Regions from separate parts of the Mus musculus genome. Here all the other regions are linked to region 3. A link is a contact called in public Hi-C, HiChIP or PLAC-seq and promoter capture Hi-C data. All regions are on one chromosome and are shown on one strand. The core of a region is the stretch at or near the end of the contact, and the rest is flanking DNA. Distances in the headings are between cores, read along the strand shown.

Evidence for each region. A called contact is a pair of places that touch in the nucleus more often than the background predicts. HiChIP or PLAC-seq counts read pairs in DNA pulled down with a chosen protein or histone mark. Capture Hi-C pulls out chosen DNA fragments and counts their contacts.
Region 1: a contact with region 3 is called in a promoter capture Hi-C map of adipose tissue, with 3 times the contacts expected there. The contact joins the promoter of Rtf1 here to the promoter of Snap23 in region 3. A contact is called at or near these places in 1 of 39 promoter capture datasets (liver), 1 of 115 datasets of contacts at active chromatin or transcription factors (astrocytes) and 1 of 9 other capture datasets (adipose tissue).
Region 2: an H3K4me3 HiChIP or PLAC-seq map of bone marrow-derived macrophages shows a contact between it and region 3, with 8 times the contacts expected there. The contact joins the promoter of Oip5 here to the promoter of Snap23 in region 3. A contact is called at or near these places in 1 of 39 promoter capture datasets (liver) and 1 of 115 datasets of contacts at active chromatin or transcription factors (bone marrow-derived macrophages).
Region 4: a contact with region 3 is called in a Hi-C map of B cells, with 10 read pairs. The contact joins the promoter of Ell3 here to the promoter of Snap23 in region 3. A contact is called at or near these places in 2 of 39 promoter capture datasets (erythroid cells and neutrophils), 1 of 484 Hi-C or Micro-C datasets (B cells), 3 of 115 datasets of contacts at active chromatin or transcription factors (astrocytes, bone marrow-derived macrophages and pro-B cells) and 1 of 9 other capture datasets (adipose tissue).

Annotation. Positions count from the first base shown.
Region 1 is chr2:119,673,670-119,676,484 of GRCm38.p6, reverse strand. It overlaps Rtf1 (RTF1, Paf1/RNA polymerase II complex component), which reads right to left and starts at 1,417. Exons shown (of 18, transcript NM_030112.2): 1 at 1,205-1,417. The coding sequence starts at 1,417.
Region 2 is chr2:119,617,085-119,619,856 of GRCm38.p6, reverse strand. It overlaps Oip5 (Opa interacting protein 5), which reads left to right and starts at 1,352. Exons shown (of 6, transcript NM_001042653.1): 1 at 1,352-1,699; 2 at 1,937-2,003. The coding sequence starts at 1,396. Nusap1 (nucleolar and spindle associated protein 1) reads right to left here and starts at 1,559. Exons shown (of 11, transcript NM_133851.3): 1 at 962-1,559. The coding sequence starts at 1,054.
Region 3 is chr2:120,566,017-120,569,017 of GRCm38.p6, reverse strand. Snap23 (synaptosomal-associated protein 23) reads right to left here and starts at 1,347. Exons shown (of 8, transcript NM_009222.3): 1 at 1,212-1,347.
Region 4 is chr2:121,441,194-121,443,893 of GRCm38.p6, reverse strand. It overlaps Ell3 (elongation factor RNA polymerase II-like 3), which reads left to right and starts at 1,293. Exons shown (of 11, transcript NM_145973.2): 1 at 1,293-1,498; 2 at 1,713-1,748; 3 at 2,071-2,183; 4 at 2,281-2,467; 5 at 2,553-2,632. The coding sequence starts at 1,367.

The DNA of each region.
Region 1 (2,815 bases), core at 168-2,667, 890 kb after region 3:
TTTGTTTGAGACAGGGTTTCTCTGTCCTGGACTCATTTTGTAGACCAGGCAAGCCCTCCCTTTTCAAGTCCTAATTAAACCTGAGACCTCTAGTCTATTACTAAGGACTCCCAAGAAGCCTTTTATACAAATACTTTGTAGTTTATACCAACATTTTTTATTATAAACATTTGTTTTATGCAACTGTCCAATTCAATACATGAGGCTGATATTATATGTCCATTTTACAGTGGAAACCAAAGGTAAATGGCTAGAAAGAAATTAGGAATCAGAATTACAGATTCTGAGTTTAGTACTCAATCTACTCCATTTATAAAGCTTCCTACCCTTCCTTTATGTCATTTACTCATGAAACATGGAGGAAATCATCTCCTGATACCATCAGAGTACTACTACACAAACAGCTTCCTCCCTGCAGTGTTTTTTTAAAGTACAGAAGCAATGCCGGGTACTCCAAGACGCTAAAGCCACAAGTTACTTTCAGTACTTCTCAGATCTTCAAGTGAAAAAGAATTCTATGCTGCTGCATAAAAGAGGCTGAGCGCTTGGAACACAGTCTCTCTCTGCTGCCCTACAATTCAAACTTCCAGTTATCTGCCCTCTCTCCTCCTCCAAAGAGTTTTTTGTCAGACATCCCAACGAGAACCCATTTCGACCGTAAATGATCATAGTCTCCCCCCCACCCCAAGCACCACGAAAGCTCTTCGGGACATGTATGGGTGTCTCTCCTATGTCCACATGCCTGGTCTGAAAAACTTCACCTTCCAGAGTCCACACCTTCTAGACAAATTTTCCCTCCCACCGCCCCATGCTCACCCTTGCACCTCCTCCAAAATCTCTCAGCCATTGGGGTTGGCGGGCGATACTTCCTATCTCGCCCAGCCCGAATCTCCCTGCCTGCAGTCATGACGTCCCGATCCGGCCCAAGCAGACAGCGGCCCCCTTCAGTACCCCAAACCCCGAGGCCCATCAGCCCAATTCCCTGCCCCGCCTCCCGGCCCAAGGCGCCAAGTCCTCGGGGCTCTGTCTCCAGGCCTGGCCCGGGCTCCAAGGGCCTAAGATTCAGCGGGGAGACAGGAAGGGACTACAGTAGCGGGACGGACACCAGGCTGGCCGGGCGCTCGGGCCGGGCGACTCCCAGCTCCCGTGGCCAGGACTGAGCCCTCCCGCTCTGCCGGCCCGCGCCTCCGCGGCCTGCCCTCACCTGATCCAGGTTCTCGTCACTGCCGCTGTCTTCCGTATCCGAGTCGATCACGACACGGCCTTTCCGCTTCTTTACCATGGTGGTCCCCCGGCTTCCACGCCGGACGCCGCCCTGACTCCCCTCTTGCCCGCCTGCCAGTGGGACCGCCACTGCCGCCGCCGCCACCGCCGCCGCCACCGCCGCCGCTCGACCCACACAAAGGCGACCGCGCATGCGCGCTCCGCTCCGCCCCTAGCCCCGCCCCCCGCCTGGCGCACGCCGTTCGCCGGCGCCTGGCGCCCCGCCCCGCCCCACCTCCGACGCAGCGCGAGGGGCGGAGCCACGCGCCCGAGGGTTCCGGACCAACGCTCCCTGATCTAGCTGTCCGGAAGCTTCTGCAGTGTTGGAGTTGTAGGCTGCCCAGGAGTTCCCTACTTGAAGCGAATTTGAGCCTCCGGACCAGGGTCCACTCTGAGGAAACTCATCCATCTCCAGCCCTGGAATGCGGCCTCAGGGACCACCCGCATAGTCGACAGCCCCTGGAAATTGCTGAGAGCTTGGGTGGAGGAGCCAGAGTCCGCCTGCCTGGGCTGTTATTAGTGACAGCCTAAATGCGACCCAAAAACTAGGGAAGACTATTCCAGCGATAATCGGAGAACTCAGATTCATTGTAGGGAAGGACCAGGTGTCGGGGTGTGGGATGAGCAGAGAGGTGGCCCGGGAAGAAAGCAGTAATTTAATGAGCTATGCTAAGTAGTTTCAAACTCGCTTGAGTGTCCTGGGTCTTTGGTAAGGAACGACAGTGACTTCAACACTGGAAGAGAATGAGAATAGAGAAATAGATGGGTTCTGAATTATTTGCTAGTTGGGGCGCAGAGGAGGCAGAGGTTTCAGATTCTGATTTAGGAAGATGAGTGTGAGCTTTGTCAAGAAAATATGACAGAGGTTTGGAAGGGAAGAGGGCTGTATAGGAAATGTTTTATGTCGTTGAATTTGAAGTCATCTGACAAAAAGGTCAACGCTGGGAATGCATTTTTATATATTATTTATGTGCAGCAGGGTTTATATTAGGGAGTATTAACAGTTACAATTTGAAGTTGTTCTCAAGTCTTAGAACGCACTGGTTCACTCATTCTGATAGACAACTTTAGAATTCAAATCTTTCTCGACTAAGTTGATGAGGTCTTGCTTTCTTACTATCCCACTTTGACTCTCTAAGTTATTTTTCTCAGCTCAACTACAGTACACATCACATCCCTTGCCAGGTGTGGTAATTATAAACCCATATTTTTAGATACTTGGAAGGTTAAGACAGGAAGAACATAAGGAACACAAGTTCAAGGCCTGCCTAAGTCTGCATAATGAGTCCAAGGCTAAGACCCTGTCTTAGTCGATCAATCAATATATAAATAAATACCAGGCAATGGTGGCCCATGCCTTTAATCTCAGGACTTGAAAGGCAGAGGTGGGCAGATCTCTGCATTCCAGGCCAGCCTGTCTACAAATCAAGTTTCAGAACAGCAAGAGCTGTTGTACGTAGAAATCCTGTCTTGAAATGCAAGAGGAGGAAGAAGAAGGTGAAGGAGGAGGAGGAATAAGAAGAAATAAAGTATTGGATATAGCTCAGTAGTA
Region 2 (2,772 bases), core at 103-2,602, 950 kb after region 3:
CAATAAGTTGGGGAGCCATTAAGCACTAAACTCAGAAACATTTCTAAGTACTCTTCAGTGCCGTTCAGCCAGATAAAAGGTGTACCTATGGCCACATTATTCTATTTAAACCATTTAAAAACATTTATGACAACTAATTAGAGATTTAGTGCAAATAGCAGTTTGCTGTACAAATCTCTGGTATATACATGTGGGCAAGCTTCAATATAGCAAGTCCAATCTCACAATGAATCCCCACATTTTCTCTGAACACCTTGCAAACTCAGAATTCAAAGACCTTATCGGTTTTGAAAAAGACCACCATCACAATAGTGATTAATGTATGGACAATCATACTAGATCACGGTGGACAGGCATCCCATTAAAGGTTCACGAGAGTGAAGGTAGTGTCATAGTTTACTGAACAGTAAGTAGAGTTTTTCAGAAGAAGTCGTTTAAAGTAGTTTTTCTTCAACTGCCTAATAACTGGCATGGAAATTACACTGATTACGTCCTATGGGCCTTCGTTTCCCATTTGGTACCAGGAAGTATTAGCATTTCCATTAAGAAGTCTTTATAAGAGCTGGGCAGTGGTGGCGCATGCCTTTAATCCCAGCACTTGGGAGGCAGAGGCAGGTGGATTTCCGAGTTTGAGGCCAGCCTGGTCTACAGAGTGAGTTCCAGGACAGCCAGGGCTACACAGAGAAGCCCTGTCTTGAAAAACCAAAACCAAACCAAACCAAAAAACAAAAAGTCTTTATAAGTTCTCCAAATATAATAAAAAAAGCCTCCAACTAGAGTAACAGCCTCGGCTTTTCTTTCGTTTAACAAATTCCAGTCACTGTGAACAAAACCTACCTACTCCTCCCAAAATAACGTCCCTCGGGGGTTTCCTCTCAGTCACTTCGCGCCCTGTCCCCCAAATCCCTGGTCTCTTCTACCCCGCCCACCCAACTGCCCGCACCGCCAGCCAGCACGGTACCTTCATGTTAGCCCGGAGGCCCAGCCTTTTGGCTAAATTTTGCAGGTCGCTGTACTTAAAGGAGTCCAGCTCCTCTGCAGAGGGGACGGTCATCGCGTTCTGCAATCTCGGTGATTCCCAGAAAAACAGCCACACAACTCAAAACAGAGCGGCTCAAAACTGGCGCCACCCAAGACGTTGACAAGCCGACTTATATATGGAGTTTAAATTAAGACTGCTGTAAGTTCATTGGTTGAACTGCCTCGAGGGTGGGGTTTCCGATGCGGGCCAGTAGCGTGATTGGCTGAAGACCGCTATTCCGCAAACTATACCAATATGCTGGCGCTGAGCGTATTGAGAGCGTGTCTTTCAGGAACATTGTCCAATGAAGACGCAGGGAGACAGGTGGGCGGGACTTGGAGCGTGCGAGAAAGAGGCGCGCGCTTCAAAGAAATATGGCGACTCTCTCGCGCCGCAGTCTTCGCTTCTTGGAGACCCAGTCACGTCGTGACTCTTGTGATACACCTTTTTCTCTTACCTCCTCCATGGAGTGGGACACTCAGGTGGTGGAAGGGTTCTCCCCTCTCGGGTCCTCCGAGTCTAAGGTGAAGGCGTCACCTGTCGACCTGCGGCTGCCTGCGTGGTTGGAGCCGGAGAGATGTGCCGTGTTTCATTGCGCGCGGTGCTACGCGGTGCTCGGCGACACCCTGCACCTCGCCTGGGACCTGTCGCGGTCCCTCGGCGCCCTGGCCTTCTCCAGTGAGTGAGGCGAGGGTAGTTTGTGAGGAAGATAGACCAGAGGCAGATGAGGAATGGGGGACAGTACTGCCCAGGGGAGGGAGGGGTTTGTTTTGTTTTCCCGAGTTGGGCTTCAAACCCAGGCCGTCGCCTGAGCTAACCCAGCGCCCTTGGCTGAGCCCCACCCATTTTGTTAAGTTTTATGGGCAGATGAATCTGCTGGCAGGTATTTCTTCTCAAAACCGTTTTGTCTTCCAGAAGTCACAAACAACGTCGTTTTGTTAGAGCCCTTTTTGGTTGGCATAGAAGGTTTTCTCAAGTCCAGGTACGTGTGGAGAATTCCTGAGGTGGCGCTCTCTATATATTTCCCGATTTAATGACAGTGAAGAGTATGTAACTGTTGTAAACAAGAAAGAAACTTTGTCTTGTGACATGTTTACGCTCTCCATAGAGTATGTTTGAGTTGTAAACTCTTTACCGGTTTGAATCATATAAACATGGCATTGGTGAAAGTTAAAGTTGGATGTAGGTTTTAAGGTCTGTGAGAGAACTAGGACTATTAGTTATTAGTTATTAGTTATTAGTTATAATTTCTCAGGGTTGGTAGCAAATACCTTTACCCACCGAGTCATTTCACTGGCCCTGAAGTGACATTTTTGATATAGTTACAAATTATTTTACTTTTGATATTGGTAATAAAGGTCTTTCCTTGAATTTACAATTCTGCCTCTGCCTGCAAGTGCTGGGATCACAAGCATGGGAACCTGCACCCAACCTCTTTTTTTTGTTTTTTTTGTTTTTGAGACAGGGTTTCTCTGTATAGTCCTGGCTGTCTTGGCACTCACTTTGTAGACCAGGCTGGACTTGAACTCAGAAATCTGCCTGCCTCTGCCTCCCAAGTGCTGGGATTAAAGGCATGCGCCACCACCGCCTGGCCAACCTCTTTTTTAAAAAGCCTGATTAAAAGTTTTAATTATAAGCCTGGCGGTGGTAGCACATACTTTTAATCCCAGGACTAGGGAGGCAGAGGCAGGAGGATCTCTGTGAATGCAGGGACAGCCTGGTCTACAGAGCTAGTTCCAGGACAGCTAAGG
Region 3 (3,001 bases), core at 98-2,597:
GCTTTCACAAATTTGAACTTCAAAGGACTTAAGCTTTGTGTGTGTGTGTGTGTGTGTGTGTGTGTGTGTGTGTGTGTGTGTGTGTGTGTGCATGCCTTTAATTTCAGCACTTGAGAGACTGAGGCAAGCAGATCTCTGAATTCCAGGCCAGCCTGAGCTACATAGTGAGATCATGTCTTTTAAAAAAAAAATGCTTTAACAAGTAATGCCTCATTGGACCAAACTGACCTCGAACTCACAGATATCCATCTGCCTCTGTCTCCTAAGTACTGGGACTAAAGGTGTGCACCACTACTGCCCAGGGCCTCACAGAATTTATGCATAGTATTTTCCAAGAAAAAGAAGAACGTGAGAAGGATCTATTTTACCTTGCTATGACTGAACTACTAGCATTTTACCAGGATATCTCAAAACCCTCTTAAAAGGCAGCAGGGCAAATGAAGTTATTTCGATCCTTAAAAAATATCTTCAAGTAAGAAACTATACTATTTTCACAAGTAAGATACTTATTTTCTTCAAGTAAGAAACTATACTATTTTCTGAGAACACTTGTCAAAAGCTGCCAGTTTCTAAACTCTTCTGCAATCCCATCCGTGCCCCCAGCCCAAACCTACCCAAATGACAAACAGCAAAAAGGAAAGATCTTTTTCCTCAACTCGGTTGTTTTTCGCTTCCTCTACCGCCAGTTTGCTTTTCCAAATAGTGCAGTGACTAATGATTAAGGACGAAGGAAAGAAGTGTAACAGTACTTTAAAATACTTTCCTCACACACAAACCGAATTGAGGAAAAAAAAAATCATCTTTTGACTGACCATATTCTTGGCGCTTTCCCACGGGGAAGCCTCAAGATAAGCAGGGAATTTCCTAGACAGTGGAGCCTGCAACGCCAGGACCCTCGGGGTCATTCTTCTAACAACCATTTCAGAACTATGTGTTCATTAGGGCCACCAGCCAGACAGTCTGTTAATACTAACGAGAAACATCGTGAGGCTGAAGGTGAGGGACGAGGAGCCGAACCACCCAAGTCCAGGGCACCACCATAGCGCCTCCCTTCCTGCGAGGGCTCGCGCTGGTCGCCAACGCCTGGCGATCTCCTTCTCGGCCCAATCCACCAAGGACTGGCCGGAGCTCTCTTCTCCCCTCAAGTCCGACCCCCAAAACGTTGGACCACCACCACCACCACCCTTTTTCTCCTTGGGATATCATCCTACCTGTCCCGCTGACTAGTTCCCTCAGCTACTTTCCAGAAGCCTCACCCGGCGGCTCCGGCCACTCCTCTCCAGCCTCCACAGTTCTCGGACTCTAGAAGATCGGACAGGGTGCGCGCTCCCTCGCGCGCATGCGCCCGGAGGACTTGTGCGCCTGCGCAGTCGCAGGGCGCCGCGGGGCAGACACACCTCTACCACTGGAGCCAATCGCCGCGGAGAGGGTGTTAAATCTCCTGCCACGCAGGCGGAGATCCTGGGAAGTCACCCGTTAACCCTACAGATTCTCCCCGGGAGGAGTTCTTCCAACTATCATCCCTGAAGGCAGCCTTGCACGGGACGCTTTAGTGTTTGAAAGACTAGGAAAAACTCGCGACTGCCAAAGTCTACAGGGTGTTTTGGCCCGTTTAAACCAGGGAAATAGATGCGTAAATACCTTTCAGTTAACAGAATACGGTCACAGGAATTCCGAAGCAGCTTTGGCCAACAATGAACAAAACATTTATTTTGAGGAATGTCTGAAGGATTGACACAGGAAGTTACTCTTAAAGTCACGAAGGATATGATAAGTAGGAGTACTTCGGAAGTCTACGAGATAAAGAGTTTTCCAGGCAGTGGGAACAACAACAACAACGCAGCGCCTTCTGGAAGTTTCTTGTTAGAAGTTTAAGAGTTCGCTTTCTGAGACAAAAGAAAATGTGAAGACGTGGTAGCTCACATTGTGTAATCCTCAGGCTATCAGAAACTGAGGCTGGAGGATCACTTGACCTCTGGAATGTAAAGCCAAACTGATAACTTAGTGAGATCCTATTTCAGAGTACAGTCTATCACTGGGTTGGGGGGGAGAATGGAAGAGCCCTTTTAGCCCCGAGACCACCGCCATCAGGGCTGAGGATCAAGCTAGATCTTTAAAGGTCTTGTAAAATTTGGAATAATAAACCTAGGATTCGTTTTATACCCATTGAGTTACTGAAGGATTTTAAACAACTTGCCCCAAAAATTCTTCCAAGCATCTCTAAGAGTAAAGCAAAACAAATAAATAATATATAAATAAAAATATATATAAATAAATAAAAAGCTGGCAATATAGGGAATAAAAACTATTTCATAGAAATAGCCTCTTCTTAAGAGATAGAAGAAGTCTGAGAAATATCATTTGAATTTAATACCAAGGGATTGGTGATAGTTGACAGACATTGCAATAGTTTGGAGAAGAGAGAGACATGGGGACATTATAAAATGCTTTTGGAAACTTTGGCTTTTGTCAGAGGAAAAGGAAGAATAATGTATCTTATTCGTTTTTATTTTGTTAGGATGAAGACAGGAGGAAAAAAAAAAACCCAGATGAGAGAAACAGTTGAATTAAAAAAAAAATCAAGGGTGAGGTTGAGTAAAGATCGTGATTGGGTTAGAGCTTCAGTAGTCAAACCTCAGATGAGAGTTGGTGGTGTACACCGACAATCCTGGCACCAAAGGGGATCTTTGTGAGTTTGAAGCCAGCCCAGTTTACAAAGTAATTCTTTGTCTCAAAAGTAAATAAATAAAATTATGGGCTGGAAAGGTAGCTGTTCTTCCACAGGACATAAACTCAGTTTCCAACACCCACCTGGTAGGTAGCTCACGACTATCTGTAATTCCAGTTCCAGGGGATCCAAACCTTCCTCTGGCTTCCACAGGCACATATACAAGGATGGTACACAGACAATCATGCAGGCTAAATACCCATACAAATAAAATATAATAAAAAAAATCAATACTGATAGGAGGTTTAGATAGTGGTTAAAACCCATAATCTC
Region 4 (2,700 bases), core at 44-2,543, 870 kb before region 3:
AACAAAAATCAGCATTACTGCGAATATTTCCCTGCATATAGGAGTGTATTGTTCTTATACACATATTGTACATGTTCTGAGTGCATTGTTCAATGGGTTTAGACAAATTATTTGTTTTGAGATGAACAGCATTAAAATCACTTGGAATTACACACACACACACACACACACACACACACACACACACACACTAATATAAAATATATATCCCAGTTATTCGATCCCAGTTAGGAAAAAAGGAGATAAGAGAGTCTGAGAGACATAACCAAACACAAATAAATAAAGACAGGAAACACTGGCCTGAGATTTGTCGGGGGTGGGGTGGGGTGGGGTGGGGGTGGGGGTCTCAAAACCATAGGATCTGTAGCCCTGCTGGGAAACTTGCAGGCACCTTTTAGTCAAGAGTAGAGGCTAACACATGTAATCCTAGCATTTGGGAAATATAGGCAGGAGAATTGCTAGTGAGTTCAGCAAGAGTGATCTACATAGTGAATGAAACCCTGTCTAAAAGAAAAAACAAAAGACTCAAAGAGGAGGGGAGAGTGCCTTTAAAGGAGCCAGCTGTGGTTTCGCCACTTTCTCTTATGTTTATTAGGCTACATAGTAACACCTGGGAGTGAGTTACGGCTTTCTGCTCTCTGATTTATTATTTTATTTATTTATTTATTGCCACAACTACGCCCGCCCCACACCCCCATCCACCGATAGGCTTGGCTCCAGTCCCAGATAGCCAGACTTCCAAATCTGCGAGGCACCCACCCACCTGGCCTTACAGCCTCATCAAGTCCCTTTTAGAAACCAAATTGGGATCCGCCTCAGCAGACGCAGCAACTCGGGCGGAAAAAGAAAAAGGATTGCACTGGTCCCTCTTGGGGTCTGCCATCCTCTGGTCCCTTAGGTACTTCGGGGCCTCGGAGGCATAAATGACTCAATCCGACTATCAACCAGTCTCGATTCCCTCCCCTGTGAGACTGAAACCCTCAAGTGGTTTCAGGTTCAGCTTTTACTTAAAGACAACGATTTTGAATCCAGAATGGGGAAACTGGGAAAACTGAGGCAGAACAAGACATCCTGGGTGACAGGTCAGACCCTCGAAGCAGATCCTTTCTCATTAGACCTGGAATGCTCCTCATAGTGTCCAATACTGCCCAAGCCAAATCAAGAAGAAACCGCTTGGGTTCTGGCCAGCAGCTGAGGTGAGTGAGGTACCGCCCACAAGGCCAGGGAAACTTTGGGGCGGTGCCGGGGGTGGGGTCATGGTGGAGGGCGGGACAGACCCGGAGGGCGGGAGTGCCAGCCTAGGCTTGCACAGCAGAGGTGGCCCTCACCTGTGGTCCCGGTTCTGCATGTGCGCGACTTTGGCACCATGGAGGGGACCCAGGAAGCTCTGAGTGGGAAAATGCGGCTCCTCTTCACCCCCGCTGCTCGGACCAGCCTCCTGATGCTAAGGCTCAACGAGGCGGCGCTGCGGGCATTGCAAGAGTGTCAGCAGCAACAGGTGAGACTGGCCCCCGGCCCCTTCTTCCCTTCCCGGCCAACCAGACCTTGGCCTCCCAAGGCTATGCTGGAGAAGGGACTTGGGGTTGTGCGGGTTTTCAGATTCCAGTCCCCCCGCCTCCAAGTGAAGCCGGCCAGGCAGGTGTCCCCAGCCTCCTCGATCCTGGGGACTTTGCTTCCTTTGTGTTCAGCTGGTGTTTGGGCTCTTCCTGCAGGTACGGCCAGTGATCGCTTTCCAAGGCCACCGAGGGGTAAGTGCTGGCCGGATGTGCGAGGGAGGTTGGGGGTGAGAGAGCGTAAGCGTGGGCTCCAGGAAGGTGAGCTCTGGGCCGGAGCTTGCCAGAGGTCACAGTCTGAGCAAGTTATGAGAACTAAACCCTATGAAGATGTGGGGCTGTGGTCCCAGGAGACTGTGCAGTCTCAGCCTCTTGGGGGAACTCTGAACCAGCTGCACCTGGTGTGCTAACGAGCCCCTTGGGGATTTGTCTTCAGTCTTAGAATTGTTTGGGGAGGAGTGGCATGGACAGGAGGAAGAGGGGCCGGCTTAACTGGGTTTACCATTCCCTACCCCAGTACCTAAGGTTTCCAGGCCCGGGATGGTCCTGCCTTTTCTCCTTCATAGTATCCCAGTGTGGCCAAGAGGGCACTAATGGTGGCTTGGACCTTGTGTACCAACGCTTAGGCAGGTAAGGACAAGGTAAGAGAAGTTTGCAGGAAATGGGAAGAAGTGTTCAGAAGATCTCCAACTCATTTTTCTATTGTCTTTCCCACTCTTCTTTCAAGATCTGGGCCGAACTGTCTCCACTGCCTGGGCTCCCTTAGAGAGCGACTCACTATTTGGGCAGCCATGGATACTATCCCAGCTCCACTGTTAGCTCAGGAACACCTGACTGAAGGTACCAGAGAGTCTGAGAGCTGGCAGGACACTGGAGACGAACCTGAAGGCCATCCCCAGCTGGCACCAGATGAGGTGAGACTAGAAACAGCAGGTAGTCATCATAAGGTGGGACACCCAGGTCCAGGGAGCCAAGTTTTCCTATAACTTCCCCTGACAGGTGTCTGACCCACTGGCAAGCCACCATGAACAGTCACTCCCAGGATCCTCCAGTGAGCCCATGGCACAATGGGAAATGAGGTACTGAGACAGGCTGGGTCTCCTCTCTACCCTTACATTTCTTTAATAAGCTCTCACCTTGGCCTCTC